2 separate regions of the Mus musculus genome follow, and region 1 is linked to region 2. Evidence: chromatin contacts called from public ChIA-PET data. All regions are on one chromosome and are shown on one strand. The core of a region is the stretch at or near the end of the contact, and the rest is flanking DNA. Distances in the headings are between cores, read along the strand shown. Region 1 overlaps Tom1l2 (target of myb1-like 2 (chicken)). Region 2 overlaps Rai1 (retinoic acid induced 1).

What was found. ChIA-PET counts read pairs in DNA pulled down with a chosen protein or histone mark.
Region 1: a contact with region 2 is called in an RNA polymerase II ChIA-PET map of memory CD8 T cells, with 26 read pairs. The contact joins two enhancer-like sites. A contact is called at or near these places in 1 of 484 Hi-C or Micro-C datasets (embryonic fibroblasts), 5 of 115 datasets of contacts at active chromatin or transcription factors (embryonic basal ganglia, embryonic forebrain, embryonic stem cells and 2 more) and 1 of 9 other capture datasets (embryonic stem cells).

Annotation. Positions count from the first base shown.
Region 1 is chr11:60,304,395-60,309,852 of GRCm38.p6, forward strand. The region is part of intron 1 of Tom1l2 (target of myb1-like 2 (chicken)); the gene reads right to left. Among named protein-coding and RNA genes, the nearest start is that of Tom1l2, 46 kb to the right of the region's middle. Within about 2 kb of position 1,422, at least 95 of the 459 cell types and tissues checked have an H3K27ac peak or open chromatin away from gene starts, as enhancers often do. A contact at or near this core is called in memory CD8 T cells, where this site is marked.
Region 2 is chr11:60,128,912-60,134,899 of GRCm38.p6, forward strand. The region is part of intron 1 of Rai1 (retinoic acid induced 1); the gene reads left to right. Among named protein-coding and RNA genes, the nearest start is that of 4930412M03Rik, 17 kb to the left of the region's middle. Within about 2 kb of position 1,805, at least 37 of the 459 cell types and tissues checked have an H3K27ac peak or open chromatin away from gene starts, as enhancers often do. A contact at or near this core is called in memory CD8 T cells, where this site is marked.

The DNA of each region.
Region 1 (5,458 bases), core at 172-2,671, 180 kb after region 2:
ACAATTACCCTACTTACCTTACCTGGATAAGACTTATAATCATTTCTAAGTCATTTCTAACCCAAGAAAACCTATGGAGAAAATGAAATTTCAATACATTTTTGTTTCAAAAGTAGAAAGGAAAACCAAGAACTCATGAGAACAGGCAGCACTCATTCCCAGGTCAGCCAGGGCAGTGATGCGGTCCCTGGACAGTGCTAGCAGCCTATTATACGGAGACAGGACCTTCCACTTTAGAGGATCCCTTCAGAAACGGTTTGACTATGCTGAGCAGCTAGGTTTCCTTGGGTAAGGAAGTGAGGAGGTATATATTTTGGAACAAGATAGGTCCAGAGTCAAACCTCACTTAGGGGTTACTGGGATACTGGGCACAAGGGGTGCACCTCAGTAGCAGCATGCATGCCTGGCATCCCAGGACCCTGGGTTTCACCCTAAGCCCTTTACTCCAAGCATACACACGTATGTGTGCATTGACCTGGATATAGGCATGGAGCTTTATTCCCTTGATTCAGTATCTCATCTGTAAAATGGGACTCACAATATTAACAAGGATGAAAATGATTCTGCCATTTCCTTGTATACCAGAATCGCCTGCAGAGTTTGTTTAAAATGTAGATATGTGCATCCTGAGCCCAAAGATTCTATTTCAGTGCATCTGATGTGGGGCACAGAAATCTGTGGGGATTTAAATTATTTTTCATTTTTAATTACACAATATGTAAATATATTTCTCCCTTGTAAAATATTAAAACATTACCTTATCAGTTATGATTGCATTCAGCTGCAAGCAATTAAAAACCAACATTTGCTTAAGCAGATGGGGGTTTATTTTTCTCGTGGAACAAGAAGAAATCTTGAAGCAGGTAGCATGAAGGTACAGTGACTTGAGAACTATGTGACTGTCATCATCTACTTGAGGTTACAAGACAGTGGCTGCTACCTGAAAGCCCATGAAACAGGAAGGGAGAGGGTACAAAGGCTGGGGAGTGTCCACTTATGAAGGAGTGCTCCCCTAGGAGTCTTCAGCTTACAGGCCAGAGTTTATAGGTGGCCACTCCTAGCTACAAGGGAGCCAGAGAAGGTAGTATCTTAGCTGGGCAAAGCCACTCCAAACAGAACCAAGGTTCTATCAGTGCACTGGTTAGGGCCTGACACACACTAGAGCCACCTGGGTTGAAGGAGTCTTAACTGAGGTTGCCCCCATCACAACTGACCTGTGGGCATTCTGTGGTACACGTCTCTGGGACATTTTCTTGATTGCTAATTAATATGAGAGGGCCCAGCCCACTAGGGCAGTGCTACATATAAAAAGAACAGCTGAGCAAGCCAGAGGAAGCAAGCCAGTAAGTAGCCTTCCTCTGTGGTCTCTGCAGTAGAAAGAAAACTAGGGCGGTATGGAATAAATGAGGAACAGTAACTGGGTACCTGCTGAGCAGTTTCACTTTCATTACAGAGAAAGGCTACATTCTCTATGGTGCGCCCTCTCCATCAATCCTGGCTTCGTGCACATTTTAAAGAAACTCTTCAGGAGATTCTGGTGCCCCCTTAAGCAGCTTTTTGGGAATTACTGGCAAACTTACACAGAGGTTTCTACATGCCTTGAGAGTTCAGCTCAGTGCAGCTGCAATTCGAAGTAACTCATGAATATTTACTCTGATCTTCTTTCCCTTCTCTAGAAAACTTAACCTGTTGTTACAGCCACACCTCACGGAGGGCTGGCTGCAGATGGGAGACAATAATGGGATGTGGGAAATTATCAGCTCGTTTTAGAAATCAAAACCCAGGGATGTGCCCTGGGCCCAAAAACATGAGGCTGATGGGGACAACAGCATCACCCACAAGGTGACTGACCCCCTACCTAGAACACAAGGGTCACTGTGCGGATGACGACTGAGTCAGGGACAGGGAAGTGGTGAAGCCAGAGCAGGCAGCTGTGCGTGGAAATAAAAAATAGTTCACAGAGTTTAACATGTGAAAGGTATACCTGTGCAGACGAAACCTGTGCAGACGAAACGCCCTCCTCCCACCCCCCCGGGAAGGCAACCCCACAACCTCTAAAACCTTAGGCTAAAACAGGCAACTTACGCCTGGCTCTTTCTTTTACTTAAGAAAAAAAAAGATTATTTTATTTTATTTTTATGTGTATGTATATATAACTACTGTATGTATGTGTACCATGTGCATGCCTGGTGCCCATGGAGGCCAGAAAAGGAGTACTGGGTCCCCTGGGTCACAGACGGTTGTGAGCTGCCATGTGAGTGCTAGGGACAGAACCTAGGTCCCCTGGAAGAACAATGAACACTCTCAACCCTGAGCCATCTCTCCAGTCATCTGTTTTGGTTTGGGTGTATGAGGAGGGGCAATTTCTAACAAAAAGACGATTTCTTTGATCGATACACAGGCATCTGTAAGCTTAGCTATAGGGATCCCAGGTAGGAAGATTATTTGAGCAAAGAACCAGAGACGAACTAGGAAAGGTAATAAAACTTCATCTCAAAAGAGATAAAACTTTCATTTTAAGATATATCCGTAATTTTAAATTTTATTTTATTATTTTATGTGTATGGATTTTTCCCTACTCAGATGTCTGTGTAGCATGCGCATGCAGTACCCAAGGAGGCCAGAAGAGGGTATCGAATCCACTGGAACTGAGTTACATAGAGCTGTGAGCTGCTCTGTTGATTCTGGGAATCAGACCCAGGACCTCTGGGAGCCATCACTCCAGCACCCATTTTATTTTATTTACACACAGAGAATTTTTTTAATTACTAATGCTATCTAGTCATCAAGAATAACAGGATAGTTTTTAGAAGGCCTTTGGTGGGTCAGTTCATCCACCTCTACGCCATAGCTCACATCTGGCCTTTGTGTACAATTATACAGCAAAAAAGGGCTGCAGCCAAAGCAAGTGTGTGATTATGTATGTAGGACAGCACGGCAAGGCTGCTGACTATGATGGCAATGTTTTGACATCTGAAACAACGGTGATTTAACAAGGAGAAACAATCCAGAATAAAACACAGGCTCAAGGTCCCTGTGGTTTGCTGATGGACGTGCTGTAAAGGCCAGTGGATTTATTACTCAGCCACTGTATTGCACTCAGCTGCCAAACTACCCTGCACACAGCAATTAGGGTGGAACTCAGGACACTCCATGCATTACATATAAAGCCTCTGAGAGAAGCCAAAATGCACAAAACCCCAAAGCATGGCAAGCAGCCAACTTAAGAAAAGTTTTCTAGGGATAGGAGGGATGACTGCCTGGTGCCTGTTAGCACTAGCTGCTCTTGCAGAGGGCTGGGATTCAATTCCCAGTGCCAACATGGTAGCTAACAACCATATGTTATAGAGGATCTAGTGCCCTCTTCTGGCCTGTGTGGGCACTACACATATGTGGTGCACAGACAAACATGCAGGCAAAACATCTATAGTCATAAAATAAAAACAAGTAAATCTCAACACCAAGAAAAGTTTCCAATTAGTATAGTCTCAGCAAGCCCCTGCCTGAAGTCACCTCAGTAAGTCATGGACTGCAAACTCCTAATTATATTGATAGGCAAGATCCACAAGTGGATGCTGTTAACGGTGGAATGGCAGCTGAGCAGGGAGTCAGGTGTGGGAAGGTAGCCAAAAGCTTGTAACCTACTCACAGCTACAGCCTTAACTGATCTTCATCTGTAACAAAACTACCCCTTATCAGTAAGCCCCCCCCCCCCAGTTAACTGAGGGGTCAGGGTTTGACACACCCTGAGTGACACATTCCAAACCTGAATGACAGAAAAGTGATCTTCTCTATTTTTCCCTCCTAACAAGCTCTTTCCGGTTAGCAACAAGCTTGGTGAGTCATGGTGCTTTAGGAGGGAGCTTAGAGGGCCAGAGAGGGCAGAGGAGGATGTGCCCCGGAACCTCAGGACCAGTCACCTGCTTCTCCTGGAAGTCTATGAACTCTGACATAAAACTGAACTATACATAGGATACCACCATGTCTATAGCCTGGGACAAGAGTCCTTCTATATAAAGAGCATTTAGGTCATTGGAGGCAAGACCCACACAAGCAAACAGTATGGCAAATCGACATGAGACTATCCAACCTCAGCAGAAATTGAAGAAATAGAAATGTAAGTGAAACATACTTTTCCCTAACAAAGAGACAAGTCTGAAGCGCCGGATTCCCTGTTAGTGCAGCCTGTCGAGGATAGTCCTAACCGGTCTCTCAGGAGGAAAGACATCCTTTCCACCGTGGCCAGTCCACCTTCTTTACTGCTAGAGCGACCTTTCCAGATCACAAATCTGGCCACGTTATTGGCCTGCACAGAGCCTCTCTGATTCCCCACTATTACTGTGAGGCTGCTCCATCCACAGGCCCTATCTGCTCCTTGCTGCCCTTCTATATGCATATCTGCAACAGTCCTCATCTGCTTCCAGCCTGGTTAACATTTAACATCTTTGGAATGTGTCTACAAACTGTGGAAAGTCTTTCTCAGCCTTCTCTATATACTACCGACCCACTCTAGCCTAGGGCAGACTAGGCTGGGTGCCAGTAAAGGCTGAGCAAATATTAAAGCAACTTGATCCCCACCCCCACCCCCAGCCCCCGAGAGCAAAACCTTACCAGTTTAGTATACTGCACACAGTGGCCAGGCTGCCACTTGGGAAGCTGAAGAGGAAGGTTGCAAGTTCAAGGGACGCCTAAACGACATGTCGGCATCCTGTTTTCAAAAAGGCAGCATCCTGTTTCCAAATTTAAATAATCAAGTTTTAATAAAACTGGGTCTATTAGCTGAGAGTGGTAGTGCACACCTGTAATCCCAGTACTAAGGAGGCTGAGGCCAGCCTGAGTTACACAGAGACCCTGTCTATAAGCAAATAGTAAGAAAATAAACAAATGCTATGTCTCTCAACCGGGTAATTCCACTTGAAAGAATTTATTGTAAGCAAATAATCTAAAACTAAGAAAAGGTTTAGGACCTGAGATGCTGGTTACTGCATCAGTTGTCATAGCAACATGGACAAAAAAGAAACAAACGATCAAGATACCTAACACTAAGGTGACAGTAATGACCACACATTATAAAGTCATGTCAAATGATACTCAGGACAAGGGCCAGACCTCAAAAGGTGTGTGCCTAGCACATGCAAAGTTCTGTGTTCGATTCTAAGAGAGGCAAAAAGAGAAAGCAAAATAGTATTTATATGCTGCTTTCTCACTAGAAAATGCTCACTACGTGTTAAAGGGGGACTAGACAGGGCACACACCATCTATAACGTCATCTCCATAACTAAAAATGCAGTAACAATGCAATACACAGGTCAAGGTATTTACAGGAATAGCTACAGGAAGTAGAGGAATGATATTTTCTTTACTTCTCTATATTTCTTCATACTTTCAAGTTTTGAGGTTCAAGAACCCAGAGTCAGGGGAGAAGACTGTACCAGCTACCAGTTGGGGAAGGCTGGGT
Region 2 (5,988 bases), core at 555-3,054:
CCTAGGACTTCCTATCATAGGATAGTGCTCCCTAGGACTTCCTATCATAGGATAGTGCTCCCTAGGACTTCCTATCATAGGATAGTGCTCCCTAGGACTTCCATTTCAGCTGGAGAGAAGGCAGCAGACAAATGTGTTGAGTGGTGAGTGATGGAAAGAAAAAGAAAGCAGACCTGTAAAAGCAGAGCAGTTACAAGGGTGCTCCAGGAGAAGGGGAGCCAGCACAAAGACCCTGAGAGGTTACACGGGTGTGCATGAGGCGCCACAAGGAGGCCAGTGTGGCCAGAGCAGGGGGACTGACCGAGAATGGGAAGAGGGGAGGCAAGTGGACTTAGAATGTCATTCCAAGTTCAGTATTTGTACGTGAGCACCCTACATGCAGATTACTTAGCACATAAGGGAGCCTGCTTTTAAGTTTTATGAGAGATGGGGAGCCAGGCAGTGGTGGCACTTGCCTTTAATCCCAGCACTTGGGAGGCAGGCTGATCTTTGGGTTCTAGGCCAGCTAGGGATTGATTCATAGTGAGATTCTGTCTCAAACATCTCCAGTCAACCAACCAGCCAGTGCTGGATGTGAAAGGCCATAGAAATGTCTGGGAAAACAGGATAGGATGGTTGTACTTGTGACCTCATAGCAGCCTTGGTGGCCTGCATAATACCTCCACAAGATCAAGCCAGTTATTACTCTAGTATGGAAGGGGAAGAACTTAGGAGCCCTCAATCCCAACTGAGGAGATACTGACAGTGGCTCCAGGAGAAAGGAGACTGAGTTTTCTTTAAGGGTCACCCAAGCTCCAGTGTATGGCTCCACATCTATGAGTATATATGGCCAGCACACATTTGCCTATTTAAAAACAATAACAACCCACCGAGTACTGGTAATGAGTCAGAAGGATAGGGAGGATTCTTAGAATTAAGAGGATAAATGGGATGGATATGATTAAAACACGTTTAAGAAATCCTCAAAGAATGAATAAAAACATTTTTAAAAATAAGGGGTTAAAATTAATGAGTGCAAGTGTATCTGACTCTGCATTAATATGCCCTAGCTTTATTCATATTTTTTGTCACTATATAAGGTTTTAAAAAAAGAAATTCCATCAAAGACAAAAGGAGGAAAAGGTCCAGAACAGACAAGTGCGGGTGACCTTGGTGTGGCTCGGGAGGGAGGGAGAAGGCCTGGATTACCATGAGGACCAGGACCGCATTCTGAAATGAGATGGTAGGACCAGTTGGGCAACTCTGGACGAACCAAACCCCTCTTGACTTGTGAATTCTAATTCACATGTTGGAGATCAAACCCAGAGTCTCATGGAAACTGCACAATGTGTTCTTTCACTGTTACATCTCAGCTCTCAAAGGGAGGCTTCGAATATGTGAACAACGTCATAGTTGAAGATACTTTAGTGATGGAAATTTCTAGCTCAAATTGAAGCATATAGAAGAAATCAGAAAGAATTTACAGAAATTCATAGAGTGAAGGAAGCTGGGAACGTTTGTTTTCTTTCAGCTTTGTGTACTTACTACTTACCCCCTCTTTAAAAATTAAAAGTAGGTATTCCTCTAGAAAAATAACTATTTTACACGCTGAGGAGGAGCGGGGCTTTTCACCCAGCCCTGCTGTGTGGGATCCTGGAGCAGTAGCGCTTGCTCTGGCCCAGCTCTGGCCTCCTGGAATACACTCCTGCCCATGTGGCTGTGGTGGAGTCCCAAGACCCTGGCTGCCAGCAGTCTCTGGTAGTGAGTGCCCCAGCTACGGCAGCTGCAGCTGCGGCTTCCTCCGCTTACATGGCTTCCTCCACAGGCCACTCACACCACAGTTGCTGCTTGCACCTTCCATTTCTGGGCAGCTCTGCCTGTAAGCAGGCTCTTCCTTATTTGGAGGTAGAATCTCACCCTGGCTGCCACCTTTCTCAGCTTGAGCCCCTTTGAACCCTAGTTTCTGGCCTGATCAAAGGGCCCCTCGAATGCCATTCGGAGGTCATGAAAAGACAGACACTGTAGCCCAGGGCATGTATTGGTGGTCACTTCCTCATGGCACCAAGTATAGGAGCTTTTGATCTGAAAGCACAGTGAAGCAGAGTTTCCACATTCAGTCTTCAGAGCATCACCAGGAAACTGGAATTCCATACTGAGCTCAGATGGAAGACTCAGACCTCACAGAGCAGGAGGAAATGACTATTGTCAGGAGTGACATGTCATGGCAAACTTCATGAAGATGAATTTCTATTCATCCTTTACATGATGAATTCCCTGATGCTCTTCCCATTTTAAAGGAAAAGAAACTAAGGCTTAGAAACATAATGAACTTCAGTTTCCACACTGACATATTTGGAGAATTATATTAACTCTTCATTACTATAACATGTACTCGAGATAGGTCACTTCAACAGAGGTTTGTTTTGGGCATACAGTTTTGGAAGTATAGGGCCCAACCAGCATAGCACAGGCCCTGGTGCACCACACCATGATGGCAGTGTGAGTATCTCTGACTCTGCTCTTTCTCCTCTCTCTATAAAGCCATCAGGAGACTTCTATTCCAGTGATCAAATCAAACCTAACACTTCTCAAAGGCCACAGAAGGATCATGTTTCTATTTCCTCACACAATTTGTTTGTAAAGGATTCATTTATTTTGTGTATGTGTGTACACTGTCACTTTCTCCAGACACACCAGAAGAGGGCATCCAATCCCATTACAAATGGTTGTGGGCTACCATGTGGTTGCTGGGAATTGAACTCAGGACTTTTGGAAGAGGAGTCAATGTTCTTAACTGCTGAGCCATCTCTCCAGTCCTCCTCACACAATTGATAGGTGTCTTAGTTACTTTTCTACTGCTGTGTAGAGGCATCCAGGCCTATGTCTGTTCTCCAAGCTGCAGTTTCTGGTTGCTCCAGATGACTCTGGACATATGACTCAAAAGATGGCTGTGAAGTCAGTCTTATGTGGGATGTCTTGCAGAATGGGCATCCTGCTCTGCATGTTCCTCCTCCTTTAAAAAAAAAATACCACACTTGTATCATGGCAGAATGGGTTCTCTCTTTCTATCTTGTGAGTCCTGGATTGAACCCAGGTCATCAGGTTTGGTACCAGGCACCTTTACTTGCGGAGCCATCTCACTGGCCTTTTCTTTGATACAACCATATAAACTAATGCAGGGGATTCTGAGAGAAACCTAAGCTGGGCAGGAAACTAGAACAGACATTCTTCCTGGTCTTTCTTCTCTTCCCAGATTTGTGGTAGGTATCCACATAGCTGACTATGATAGTCCTTTTCAGGGACTCTGACCTTCTGGGGACAGATTCTTCTACTAGTTCTGGGAACTGAACCTAGGACCTTGAACATGCCAAACCAAGGGTCAGGTTTCTGTGTTTGTTATTTGGTTGCTTCCAATATGGTCTTGTAGTTTAGCCTAGACTGACCTAGAACTGGCAATCCTGCCTCTGCATTCTGAGGGCTGACACGACAGGCTGCATCAGGATCAGTTTTGATTGGAACATCCATCTCTCTTTCCCAGAGGTAATCTAATATCTCTGTAGGTTCAGAGAGCTCCCTGGCCTAGTCCCAGATTCACCCAGTCCTTCAGAGAAGCTGAATAGCTATTCTTGGTAGGCTCTGTGGGGGTTCTTCACCTTCTCCTTGTCCTCTCAGTCTCCCAAAGTCCTCACTGCCCTGGGGCCAAGAGAAGTCCATGGGTAGCATGCCTGTCACCATACATCAAAGGAGGCTAGAGGTCCTGAGCTATCCAGAGATGGCCAGAAGTCAAGGAGTCCTGATCCTGGGAGTGGCAGAGTGAAGTCAGATGGTTGACACCTGTGCATGTATACCAGTGCACCCTTCCTTACATTAGAGGAGTCTACATGTCCTGAACTTGCAACATGTCATAATTATTTTGCTTATTTACAGAGTCACTTTCTAGTCCAGGCTGGCCTCAGACTTGTAGCAGTTCTCCTGAGTGCTGAGATTATAGGGGTTTGCCATCATGCTACTACAGTTTTTTAAAAATATTTTTATGTGTTGAATATAGGTAGACTCCTTCCCGTATCTCTGTGTATCAGAGTGTTTCCACTTTGAGGCTTCTGTTTGCAGCCTACCACTGTTTGACATGGCTGGGCCCAGGCCTCTCGCACTCTTATGAGTTTGGCTGTACCATCTTTTTAGTTCTTTCCAAGTCCTCCCCCTATCAAAAGATAAAAAGTCTGTGACTGCTGTCAGGCCTCAAGAAGCATGGCCAGGGCCTGGTCTAGCATCCCAGACTTGCTGGTTTTCCTCCGTTCCTTGGGCCCTGAAAGAGAGGCAGAGGTAGGCACTCACATTGTACCCATTCTTGGGCACCTGGGGTTGACTGACAGTATCCAGGTGAGGGGCAGCTGTTATGGCAGCCCAGCCCAGCCCAGCCTAGGTGATGTGTACACATGGGGACTTGACAGTGCCTTCCTGATACAGGCACTCAACTTTTCTTCCAGCACAGGGCTTGATTGAATTTCTGGAAACTTCCAAACTTATTATTTAGGGGTCAGTGCCTGTAGATGAAGCCTAGAGGAGGAAGAAGAAGCTATTTGGGCTATAAGGGGAAAGAGAGGAGGTCTGGTCAGCTGGAAATGAAGACCAGATAAGTGAGGAAGGAAAGAGAGTAAGAGCCAGTGAAAAGGGAGAGGAAGACAGGGAGCAGAGAGAGAAGGGGACAGAACTGTGGCATAAGTGGCAGAGTGGATGCCTCAAGGGCTGGGCAGGGTCTCCTCTCTGTCTTACCTAGGTATTCTCTGCATATCCTTAGGTTTGGGTTCCAGCTATAGTAAAGGCATATGTGGCCTGGTGAGGCTGTCCTCTGGGTCTGGCCATGATGACAGCCAGATGGTTTCCTCCTTTGCCTCTGGGCCTCTGTAGCCACTGGCATCAAGCAAGTAAATATAGAGGCTTCTGAAAATTCACTCAGGCCTGTGATAGAAGTTAAGTTGAGCACCTGCATCACGGCACTTCTAAGACCCTAAAAATGGAGAGAAGAGCTTAGCCTGCCCAAGAAGCAACTGCAGGGGTTCAGAAGTGATGCTTTAGCTGCAGCCAGGGATCCTCGAGGCTTAGAGGAAGAGGCTTTATTTTAGGTTCTGCCCTGTGTGAACCTAGAGTGGTGTTGACTGCCTCTGGTGACGTCATATAGGCTAGGGACAAAGGTTGGACAGACAGACACTTGGTAGGGAGAACTACAGAGGGATAAGATCAGAGTCAACTAAGAGGAAAGGCTTATGGAGAGAGCCTGGTCTGCATTGTCACTTAAATCAGAGATCCCAGTCCAGGGCAGAGGCAGAGATGCACTTCTGTCCCTAGAAGGGAGCAGTGGACATCTGGGCAGCATCTGCTTTGCTTTTTCGAGCACCAATCCTAGACACCCAACTGGTTTTCTGATCCTCACTGTCAAGCTTGTGGGATATGGGGAGGGAAGTGAGCTGGGAACCATATGAACTGTTTGAAAATATCTCACAAAACAGGAATTGAGATTGCCCACATTCCCAATGGTATCACCACTAGTCAAGACACAAAACTCTTTGCTTTAAAAAAAAGCAAAGAGTTCTCTATACTCCTCCCCTAGAGAGTGCTGCTTGGCAGGGGGTTCTAATATGAGCAGAAATGCACAGGTTGGCAGTGAATGCCCATGCCACCCCAGGCAGGCAGGGCTATCTGTTGCTCACTGCAGTCTCCCTCACACATTAACTCTACCCATCATGCATGGAATACTCTGCAGATACATGGTAAGGCAGAGCTATAGCAGTCAGTTAGCTTGGTTGGTTTAAGAATACATCAGATCCACAAGGAAGCAAGGTCTGACAGCTGACCTGGGTCGACATACTCACAAAATGATGATATTGAAGCTCAGAGGTGGGTGGGAAGGTAACGGGTTGCCCATGTTGGACCCAGGCAGAAGACTATTAATTCAGAGGACAGTCAATGGATGAGAGACCTCTTTGGCATGATGAAGTTAGCAGATGACAA